Linked DNA regions of Mus musculus: regions 2, 3 and 4 are each linked to region 1. A link is a contact called in public Hi-C, HiChIP or PLAC-seq and promoter capture Hi-C data. All regions are on one chromosome and are shown on one strand. Each heading gives the region's core, a stretch centred on a gene start, on an enhancer-like site or on the middle of the called end of the contact. The rest is flanking DNA. Distances are from core to core; before and after follow the strand shown.

Region 1 (2,670 bases), core at 53-2,552:
AATATTCTGTGAAGGTTACCTATAAAAAGGCAGTATTCCTTTCATGTAGAATCATTTCAAATAAGAATGGAAAAATACCTGCGAGCCATGCTTAAGGCCTAAGTATTTATGACCTCACACCTTTCTTAAGTATTTGTAAACCTGAAAGTATTTGGGACTCTCCAAACAAGACTATAAACATATTTTTCAAAACACTGTTTTTACTTTATCAGTTGTAATCCGATCCAAATTCAGGAACCTTCTGATATCACTCAACTTCCTTAGCAGAGCTTCCTACATAACCTCAGACATCACCAACACTGTATACGTAACATGCAAAGTGGAAGTCCCCACACTTTGATGTGTCTTACGCTGTCATTGAGCACATCTATCAGTCCCTCTATTTTATATTAAAATCACTTGTAGCCCGGCGTGGTGGCACACGCCTTTAATCCCAGCACGCGGGAGGCAGAGGCAGGCGGATTTCTGAGTTCGAGGTCAACCTGGTCTACAGAGTGAGTTCCAGGATAGCCAGGGCTACACAGAGAAACCCTGTCTCGAAAAACCAAAAAAAAAAAAAAAAAAAAAAAAATCACTTGTAGACTCCAACTCTGCTTCATACAGGCTCGCCCTGGAATTTTTTTCCTGTGGCAAATTCAAGAATCCCAACTTCACTTGAATGGAGATCTCTTGAAAAAAAAAAAATCCAGTTGCTAGGGTGACTATCTACAACCTGTGTCCCTGGGCCCTGGCTCGCTGCCACAGACAGGTTCATTATTTTACATGGATATAGTTTATAATGTGCCCAAAGTACTATAATACTAAGAGCAAAAATATAAATATAACAGGCACATGTTACCATTTAAAAACATTCCCATCCCTGAGGCTGTTTGAATGGCCTTAGTTCTGTAGTCATTAATGGAGGTATCCGAACCCTGGGGGATTGGACTTTTATTGCACTTCTGAGTCACGGGTCTGCCAATCTTGGAAAGCCTAGGCTCCCCAAGAGACAGTCAAGTCATCCAGCTCTCCAGCCTCGAGGTTGCCAAACGATGGACTCGTCACCAAGGCAACCACGTTCCTTCGTCTGGGCGTGGCCCGGGTGAGAGTTCAGAGGTGGTGCTTAGGCCGCTCAAGAACCAGAGCACCAGTGCGGAAGAAGTCTGGGCGTCTCCCACAACACTAGCCCGCCCGGCCCTGCGCGGAGGAAACCCCGCCTACCCTGCGCTGCTGTGCCGCACACATGAATCCGCCTCCGGCAGAACCAGGCGGCAGGGGGCGGGACGAGACGCACAGCCCCGCCTCCGAGCGCGCGTGCGCACTGACCCCTGGGAGGCACGAGCGCAGTTGATCTTAGCCATGGGAACGGGAGCGGTCCTGGAGGCCTCCGGTCAGCTGCTGGCGGGGCCCGCATCCATCCTCGGGCAGGAGTTCCCAACCGACTTCAGCTGGGGAGATGTGGTCCCAGGACGCCCTCGCGTCGCCTCTCCCCTGCGGTGACTCCAGGTATGTCCGTCCCCAACACACCTGAGACTTCGTTGCTGCCTTAGTTTCCACCCCTGGGTACTACTGGGTTCCTTCACCTTTTAATACCTCAAGAAACATCTTTCGCTCTCCATGAAACAGCTTTTAAATGCAATTATTGCTCTTTTTAATGTACTGAGCAAATTGAGTTGATCGAGGTAGTGATCCAGTTTGGCTTTAATGTGACTGAGAATACTTTTGCAGCCCGTGGAGTTACGTTTTATTTCTGAGAGGCCTCTGTGAAATGGAGAATGGCCCTTTGGCCCTGCTGAGGGATGGCCATGTTACTCTAATCAAGTTCATGGCCTATGCCCCTTAGGTAAGATCACTCTTTCTTGGTTTATCTCTGTCTCAAGCCCTCCTGACCAAAATTTGTTCATTCTTGGCCTCCTGGATATGTATAGCGCGTTTCTCAGGTTTCTCTGTCTCTATATAATCCTTTGCGTGTCAAAGACCAGAATTTTTAAAAATGAATCCCATTCGTTATTTATTAGACCTCTGAATTGTATGCTCTCTTATTCTCATGTTCCCCTTATTCATTTTTTCCACTATGGTTCTATTTTTTTTTCATTAAATCCCTGAGTTTAGAGAGAGAGCATTCATATTATTTTATATCTGCTTCCATTCACACCCAATCACCCATAATTTCTCACAGCATCCAGTACAGATATTGCCATTTTAGTGATTTAACTGCCTGGATCCCAGGCTAGCTACAGGTTATGCCTTTCCTACCTTTAGGAAATGCCTATTGGTTATTAACTGCTGTGGAAAATCCCGGGCAGGGGACCTTTGCATCCTCCTCTGTGAGAGCTTTCCTGAGGTACATACAATTCATTTTCTGGAAGTATACAGCTTACTGGTTTTGAGCATCTCAACAGGTTTGCACAATCATCTCTACAAGTTGGTTTCGGAGCAATTTGATTACCTCCAAAAGAAATCTTTTCTATTTAGCTGCTTTTTCTCTCTCCTCCCCAATATTCCTGCTATTAGTTGTAGGCAATCACTAATCTTTAGTCTCAACAAAATTATTTCAGATACTCGATATAAACACAACCTTAAAACATGTGATCTGTGTGCGTGCATCTAGCGAATTTTATGTTGCAGCTTGTATTATTCATTATTGTTTATTAGTATATTAGGCAGATATGCCCTGTATTATTTAGCCAT
Region 2 (2,670 bases), core at 53-2,552, 250 kb before region 1:
TAAGAGGACATGCAATGCTTTTCCCTAGTCCCCAAACTCAATTTTACTTTTGCTTTCACACAGGTTACTGCAGGCTCCTGGCTTCAGGCTGGGGAGTATGAACAATCCAATACGAATGTGCAGCTTCCTCCATCCCTCCTCTCTGCCCCACTTTGTACCTGATCCCTGATGGCCTCTATGGAGGTTAAATGTTTAATTTCAGTTATACAAAGGTCTGTTGAGTTTCTCAAGCTATGCAGTAACTCCAAATGTACCACATAACAGGGAGAAGCCAGGTAGAAAACACATTTGCACCCCACCCCCCGCAGTAGTGTGTCATCATTTCAGCATCTGAAACTGGTACTCGGGCAATTGAAGCAACAATTATTTCTGTATTTGCCACCCCACCCCCAGTAAACCAAACAAATACTGTTATTACTTTTGGACAACCTAATCTCTTCCTTTGAAGTAAAGGGGAACGGGAAGAAGAACGGGATCAATATTCCACTAATAATCCCCCGGCCCCCAGATTTTGGAAGCTGTGGATAAATAAGTACAGAAAGATATGAATACAGATACGGCTCAGCTGTTGCAGTGTAAGTCAGCAACACAGAGAGGCCGGGGTAAGTGTGGCCTTCAGTGTGCCTGGAATGTTTTGTGACATCATTTTTAGCTGCATGTCTCTACCAATGTCTGGTTTCAAGGACTGGGTCTTAGTCACCTTAGGCTCCTCAGCTCCTACCCAGGAATTCCTATGTACTTGATTCAGGAATCCATGAGAGTGTGGGTATAGACACGTCTAATAACGTAAATAAAGATGAGCCTACATGACCTGCTTACAATTCTGATTGCTTGACTCTAGAACCTCCTACCACAACTACTGATAGAAATATTAGTCTTCTCATGATGTTCAGTGTTCAGATCAACTTGACTTCAAAGCTAGTAAAAGTAGGTCAAGAGAAATGAACCAGACTGCCTATACCTCTGGACTGGACTTAACTTCACACTGCCTATCACCACCTTGCTCTGAGTTATCTGGGTTCATTTGTGTGGATACATTAATCTCCTTCATGGATGGGATGTCAGGGCAGCAGACAGTCTTCCTGTTCTCCACTCCCTCCATTCCAATGTCTTCTAAAAAGCCCAGCATATACTCTGTTCTTAATAATCGTTTATTCAGTAACTTTACTGAGGTGGCAAATGTTCACCCACTGAGAGTCAGACTGCTATTTCAGATAAAGCAAAGGGACTTAGGAACACACTGACTGCTTAGTTACATCACACGCTTGCACGTGCTTCCCGAAGCTGAAGCACAAGTCTCCGGGAAAGGTGCATGGAGAGCCAAGAGAACATGATCCTTGGACAGCAGCCCCATGCGGTGATCAGTGGAAGAGTCGGCCCCATCAGTGTGCGAGGCTTGGGCTGCGTTCTACTGAGATGTTAAAAAGAAAGGGGACTTGCCGCACGGAAGCCAGATGGGCTTGAATGCCATGGAACTTACAGCAGATGGCACTCAAATATTAAGCTAACATTTGCCTATGCTCCAAGACGAGCCGTGTGAAGCTGGTTACATGATGTCTATTTAGAAACAAGCAGCAGATAGGAAAATAAATCTGGTATCGCTAAAGCTGTCTGCTAAAAGCAAACCTAGGCATTATCACCCAATGTACTTTTTGTACAAAGGAAATGTTGATATTCCTAAGGCTGAGTTAAGTCTAACGAAAACACCCAGAACAGGGCAGCAGGAGCCCACTCTCCCCGGAACCTGTTCAAAAAACAGGCTCGGTCTGATGAAGCCGTGAAAATCTGCTTCTGTGAATCCCATGGCAACAGTGGCAGTCCTCAGACAAACACTTTACAAACCAGATTTGTTTTTCTTCTTTCTAAATACCTTTGTGTGATATTTTTGGAAAATGTTGAAATACAACCGGCATTGCGTAAGGTGTAAACACACTGTTCCAAACGCTCCAGTTTTAGATCGGGTGTTTGTTAGTTTCTCACTAACCCACGGTGGTGACTCTGCTGGTAACCCTGCAGCATCCGGCTCTCTGGGGGATGCCCCAGAAAGTCTTGTCAGCTGAAAGTCAGACTCAATAACACTTACAAAGTGCAGTGGCTATCCAGTCAGAGGAGAAGATACTCTCGAGATTTATAAGCAGCGCAATGTCACAGCATATTGGCCATCCACTTTGCCTGGGTTCTTCAAGGCTTCCTCCCAGAGAAGAGGAGTCACGGAATAGTCTCTGATTTTCTCATTAAATCAGAAGTATAAAGACTATGAAATCTTGGTCACCAAAAAGTCAAGAGCAGAGCTAATAAGAGAGTCATACAACCATGTGAACAGTGAAGAATCTCATAATGATTCTCTATGTGTAAAAACTTTCCTGGTAAAAAATGTTTGTCATAGACAAAGGAGCCCTACCTAATAACCAACTAGCACACAGAGCGTTGCCCTGATTTCTGTCATCATTTAAGACACCTTTGCTCACATGCTAATTAAAATAGATCAACTGAAAGGGGGGAATTGGAAGAGTATTAGAGAAATATGACATATTTATTTAAAGTATCAATAGTTCTGAGGTTATGCAAGAAAAATGTTTCTGGTTTTGGATATGCACATTGAAACATTTCCATGATAGCAACTTTATTTTTAAAATACTTCCCCCAAAACCAATACAACCAACATGACAG
Region 3 (2,670 bases), core at 127-2,626, 210 kb after region 1:
GATCAGAAGGACTGAAGGTTGTCAGCATAATAAAATTCTGTACGATAGGCCAAAATTGTATAGGTAAGTTTAGACATGTATGTACTAAAATAGTTCCAGAATGCCCCAGGTAGAAAAATACTTTGTAAAATAGGATTCCTGTTCCATTGCTGATATTAAAACTGGTAAGGGCTAAAGCTGTCGTTCACTTGGCAGAGTGAAGCTTAACCTGCACCAAGCACTGGGTTTTATTCCTATCACCATTAATATTTCTCTGCCAGTAAAATGAGCCAGTTCAAGCCAGATTTTATATATGCAGGTTTATTGGGAAACCGCTCTCTGTGCGGGCAAGTTGGCTGGCCCCAAGGAAAGAGGCCAGGGAAGTTAACTGGGGAAGGAGACAGAGGACAGGTGGGGGCGGGGAGAGAAAGTCGGGGGAGGAGAAAAAGAGGTTTAGAGACCAAAATGTCTGGATTATATAGGAAAGAGTCTGTGGGGCAGAAGGGGAGCCCACCTCCTGGGTTGGGAAGGTCAGGGTGGAAGATTGGATAAACCAAGTACAGGCTGAGGGAAGCTGAGGAGGCCCAGAGGTCAGGTCTGCTTCAGTAAGTAAGATATGTGCTTCATTCAGCCCTCATCTCAGTCTGAAACCCAACAACCAACCAGGCATGCGTGGCGGCACAGCTCTGTAATGCTAGCACTTGGAAGGGGGAGCAAGAGGTTCAAGGGTCAAGCTCAGCTACAGAGTGATTTGAGGTCATAAACAAACATACAATATGGCATATGCAGGAAAAGTGGAAACCGTTATGTTAAAAACTGAATAAGCCAGACTGAAAAAGACAAGCGCCACATACTTTCTCTCATATGTGGAGGTTCTATATATAAATGTACGTATTATATATATATGTGTCTGCATTTATGTCTCTAGACTCTGGAGCTAGAAAAGGGATCATGAGAATGGGAGAAAGATGTTAAGGAAGGTGATGTGTGGGGTAATGAAGGACAGGGAAGAAGGAAGCTGGGCTGGGCTGTCTTGGGCTTGGAAAGGTGGCACCTGGGGCATGGGGAATAAAGGAGACCAAAGCATAAAGATGCAAAACCTCTGAAGGCTTGAGATGTTGTTCATTACGTTTAACAACAGAGACAGCGTGAGAGACAGGTACCTCTTAAAAGCAAGGTAGAAACAAAGAGCAACCTTGATGTTGCATAAAATAATACTCAAACGAAGGGAAAGAGGCTCGGCATGGCAACTCCTCTTGTAAAAAGTATGCACCAGAGCCTAAGCCAGGCTTGGGAGAACAAGGGGGCCAAAATGCCTTCCTTCTTTTATCCCTAAAGGAGATGGTATCTGAGTCTCCCTCCATTGAAGGAAGCGCCACTTCACGATCTGAGGTGATTGGCTAACGTAGCAAAAGGGAAGGGGAAGGAAATACAAGCCCTTGCCAGGCTTGCTACCTTTGATAAGGAAAACGGTTTCTCACCGTGAGCTTTATATTTCTATATAGCTGAGCTATAACAGGGCCCCTGTGAAAGGTCAAGTGTGAGTTCCTGTTTTAAGAGCTAATCTTTAGCGAAGTCATTACAAATGGAAATGTCTTATAAAAGTGAGAAAATCCTGTTTTGTAAGTCAATAGTGTGCTGGCCCGGGAAATTCTTTAGCAGATCCCAGCAGGTCCCGATGACTCAGGAAATCTCATAATCACATTTTTTTGGCCCAGTTTTTCTCAGGGAATACAGATGGTATCAGGGTCCCCCTTTCCGCTAGGCTTTATTTTCATGGGCTGTGTAAATGTTTTCCTCTGATGAAGAGTTCTGTGGATTACTAGAGTGGAAAGAGTGGATCGGAAAGGAGGAAGTGGCAAGATCAGTGGACAAATGAGAATCTCACTTGAGAAAACTCAAGATTTCCCCAGAGTTACCTTTAGTTACGTTAGGTTAGTTATCGTAACCTTTAGTTACGATACAGCCTCCAAAAGTTTGAATTAATGGCCTATGGTTATTTTGATCGTTTCCAAACACTAATTTTTGTAAATTGCAATTGTGTCATCTTTGTTAGGGACCAGCGGCCGAGGCGTCTATTAACATATCAAAGCAGCGACTGCTGGCTTCCGGGCTGCGGCACCTTCCTGAGCATCTCATCCTACTCCCTACCTTTCACTCCCAGGGGCGGTGCTTCCGCTTCTCGTCCTCCAGCCTGACACTGTATAAATTCAGCCATTTTGGTTGCCCTGCCCTCTTGGCTTCTCGGCCTGAACCACCTCTCTGGGTCAGCAGCCCTTCTCGCTCTCCCTCTACCTCCTCTCCTCTCTAAGGGTCTGGTTTAGTGGGCCAGCCATGTTTTCGCCTGGATCTTCCCTCTGCCTGCTTCCTCCTTTATATCTGCGATAAAAATCTTTATACTTCATACCTCCTGCTATTTCTGGAAGTTTTAAAATTCCAGTTAGTCTGCCCATTTTGGATCTTTGATTCTGTTACCTAGGACTTCTAATTTGGTGCAGGGAGGGGGGAAGAAAACTTGCTTGAGTTTTAAAATTTTCTTCATTTTTTTTTTTTTTTTTTAAGACTTGGAAATTGAGTTACTGTAACTACACAATGTAAAACCGGCTGGGTACCACCTCTTCCCCACTGTACCTCAAGTGTATCCTGTACATTTATGGAACCTGAGGGATTGTTCCCTTTTGTATATCTTCC
Region 4 (2,670 bases), core at 51-2,550, 180 kb after region 1:
TTTAAAAGGGCTTTTCATAATGACCAAAATACTTGAGCCCACTTCCATGTCCAAGCCCAAAATCTTGCCTGAAGCCTACTTCTTTTGTTGCACCCTAAGATTAAAATTCCTGCCTTATCCTATTTCCCAATTATAGCCTAAAGTTAAATTCTTTCTGAAACTTACTTCCTTAGCATGCCCCAATATCAGATTCCTGCCCAAGCTTACTTCCTTGTCATGGCCAAGGTCAGATTCCTGCCTGAAGCCCATTTTCTTATCCTTGGCCAATGTCAGACTCCTGCCAAGCGACACCCCAAAAGGCCCTCCACACAGGGTGTGGTCCCACTCAGCTAATTGTCTGTGCTTACGCTTTCTGTCTCTTTCTAAGAATCAAGGAGCTGAGCTCATGAGATGATGATCCATGGGGGGGATGATCAAGTGGGAACCTGGGGTAATGACTGAAGTGATACCTTAAAAAAAAGACTGGGCTTTTGATCTCTAAGAGATGAGCTATCCAGAGAGTTTTTAGAATAGCAAGAGAAAGGTGTCTCATGCAGATACACACACACACACACACACACACACACACACAGAGAGAGAGAGAGAGAGAGAGAGAGAGAGAGAGAGAGAGAGAGAGAGAGAGAGAGAAGAGATCTGGAAAGCTATCTCAAGCAGAATGTAGGCTGTCAGCTTAGAACCGTGATTTGACTTGGAGTCATTTGTTTTGCTGTTCCCAGACACCCCTTTCTCAGAACCCCTCTCCAAGCTGAGGCTTGTCCTTGGCAACCCTGCACACTATTGACCCATCATTGACTGGGCTTAACTGTGAGCTGACGTGACAAGTTATTGAAATAATGTGTAGTTTCTTGCACAAGTTTCCACTCTTTTCAAAAAGACTTTTTTTTTTAAGATTTATTTATTTATTATATGTAAGTACACTATAGCTGTCTTCAGACACACCAGAAGAGGGAGTCAGATCTCGTTACGGATGGTTGTGAGCCACCATGTGGTTGCTGGGATTTGAACTCAGGACCTCCGGAAGAGCAGCAGGGTGCTCTTACCTGCTGAGCCATCTCACCAGCCCCTCAAAAAGACTTTTTATTAATTTTGTAGATCCCACATCATGCGTGCGCGCGCGCGCGCACACACACACACACACACACAAGCCAAGAGGGAAAAATGTTGTTCCTCCCTCTCCCGAGCTACTTCCAGGCCATTTCACTCCACCCTTTTAAAAACCTCTTCTCTTATTTTCATTCTGTACCAAAGACACCCACCCCACCCATCTGAAATAACAGTGGGCTGGCCACTCCCTTGCTTTCTGCTCACTAATGGAAGAGCCTGGTTTGCGCCTTTCAATACTTCAAGTCAGCAGCCATTACCCTCAAGGATTTTCTAGTAACCTTGGTCACAACCCTCACCTCCTACCTCCTGATCTTGCTTTCCATTCTTCCACAGGGGCTCAGGGCCCTTAACTTTTCACCCCCATAGATTTATCATTTCACAAACAATGCGTGTACTATCCCTTCTCTCATCCACAGCTGCCTCCCAGGACTCCTCCTGTTTGACCCTGGTGGACTTTTTGACTTGTAATCTTTTCACGCCCTGCCCTTGGTTTTCACAATGCACATTTGTCCTCTCTTCTTGTACCCTCTTAGATGCCCAAGCCCATCATTAAAGTCACCCTGCTGCACAGATGCTGGGCCTAATTGCCTTTCACTTCTATGGCATCTACCTACAAAACCTCAGTCCTGAGTGAACGCCACCACTCACCTCCCTTGTGTAAGGGCTGGCCCACCCAGTGTTGGCAAGGAAATCGCAGAATCAATTCAGGTTGGTGTCACAATACCATGTTAAGGACAGCGTTCCCTGTGTGAGCAGCACAGCCTGGCAATCTCACTTTTGTTCTCTCAAGATCCTTCTGTCTGCAGTTGCTGTTTCTCTGACTCACCCTCCAAAGACAATTTACTGCAGACCCTGTGTGTAAAATCCTAACTATATTTAACTGACATGCAATCTCATTTAGTCTGAGCTCAGTGGTTTGTAATCCCAGTTACAAACCCGGGATGAGTACTGCATTCAAGGGACTATAGATACTCAATTATATTGTGCAAAGCTTTACTAATTCTTTTTTTTTTTTTTAAGGATTTATTTTATTTAAAGATCTATTCATTTTGTTTATATGAGTAACTGTCTTCAGACATACCAGAAGGCCTCTTTTCCTTGAGTTCAACATGTGACATGTGACATGTGACTGACACACAATGGTCACACTGCTAAGCATGCACCTCACCTGCATCTGGCACCCAGTCACAAAATTCTCATCGTGAGAAGACTCAGAAATTAACCTCGATACAGATTGTTCTCGATCCCTCTCCCTCCCCTTCCCCCTCCCTCTCCCCTCCCCTCCCTCCCCCTCCCCCTCCCTCTCCCCTCCCCTCCCTCTTCCCCTCCCCCTCCCCCTCCCCCCTCCCTCTCACTGTTAAGAGACAGGTAAGCCCTAGAACCTTGCCATAATTGAAATAAGACCAATACCACAGGTGCTTATAAAGGCAAACCTACAAAGCTATGCACTTCTCTCCTTCGTCCAATTGAGGGCAAGCAAATGTCCTGAGGTATTTTCTGCCTAGGTACCTCCTGCCTACATGTGATCAAGCACATCTGGTGCAGCTGGGTCAACCAAACTTGTTT

Evidence for each region. Promoter capture Hi-C pulls out the DNA fragments that hold promoters and counts their contacts. A called contact is a pair of places that touch in the nucleus more often than the background predicts. HiChIP or PLAC-seq counts read pairs in DNA pulled down with a chosen protein or histone mark.
Region 2: a contact with region 1 is called in a Hi-C map of forebrain, with 4 times the contacts expected there. The contact joins the enhancer-like site here to the promoter of Pcnx4 in region 1. A contact is called at or near these places in 2 of 39 promoter capture datasets (hippocampal neurons and liver), 3 of 484 Hi-C or Micro-C datasets (cerebellum, cerebral cortex and forebrain) and 1 of 9 other capture datasets (pancreatic islet).
Region 3: a contact with region 1 is called in a promoter capture Hi-C map of neutrophils, with 2.9 times the contacts expected there. The contact joins the enhancer-like site here to the promoter of Pcnx4 in region 1. A contact is called at or near these places in 11 of 39 promoter capture datasets (the 3T3-L1 cell line, 3T3-L1-derived adipocytes, the C10 cell line and 7 more), 17 of 484 Hi-C or Micro-C datasets (CD4 T cells, CD8 T cells, the G1E-ER4 cell line and 13 more), 6 of 115 datasets of contacts at active chromatin or transcription factors (the 230-238 cell line, embryonic stem cells, extraembryonic endoderm stem cells and 2 more) and 3 of 9 other capture datasets (adipose tissue, liver and pancreatic islet).
Region 4: an H3K4me3 HiChIP or PLAC-seq map of embryonic stem cells shows a contact between it and region 1, with 26 read pairs. The contact joins the enhancer-like site here to the promoter of Pcnx4 in region 1. A contact is called at or near these places in 3 of 39 promoter capture datasets (cranial neural crest, hippocampal neurons and neutrophils), 2 of 484 Hi-C or Micro-C datasets (embryonic stem cells and neural stem cells), 2 of 115 datasets of contacts at active chromatin or transcription factors (both in embryonic stem cells) and 2 of 9 other capture datasets (adipose tissue and pancreatic islet).

What each region holds. Positions count from the first base shown.
Region 1 is chr12:72,535,055-72,537,724 of GRCm38.p6, forward strand. Pcnx4 (pecanex homolog 4) reads left to right here and starts at 1,303. Exons shown (of 11, transcript NM_026327.3): 1 at 1,303-1,485.
Region 2 is chr12:72,284,154-72,286,823 of GRCm38.p6, forward strand. The region is part of intron 3 of Rtn1 (reticulon 1); the gene reads right to left. Among named protein-coding and RNA genes, the nearest start is that of Gm52013, 25 kb to the left of the region's middle. Within about 2 kb of position 1,303, at least 38 of the 459 cell types and tissues checked have an H3K27ac peak or open chromatin away from gene starts, as enhancers often do. A contact at or near this core is called in cerebellum, cerebral cortex, forebrain and 1 more, where this site is marked.
Region 3 is chr12:72,743,550-72,746,219 of GRCm38.p6, forward strand. No RefSeq gene overlaps it. Among named protein-coding and RNA genes, the nearest start is that of Ppm1a, 16 kb to the right of the region's middle. Within about 2 kb of position 1,377, at least 29 of the 459 cell types and tissues checked have an H3K27ac peak or open chromatin away from gene starts, as enhancers often do. A contact at or near this core is called in the G1E-ER4 cell line, the HPC-7 cell line, embryonic stem cells and 2 more, where this site is marked.
Region 4 is chr12:72,714,766-72,717,435 of GRCm38.p6, forward strand. No RefSeq gene overlaps it. Among named protein-coding and RNA genes, the nearest start is that of Ppm1a, 45 kb to the right of the region's middle. Within about 2 kb of position 1,301, at least 10 of the 459 cell types and tissues checked have an H3K27ac peak or open chromatin away from gene starts, as enhancers often do. A contact at or near this core is called in embryonic stem cells, where this site is marked.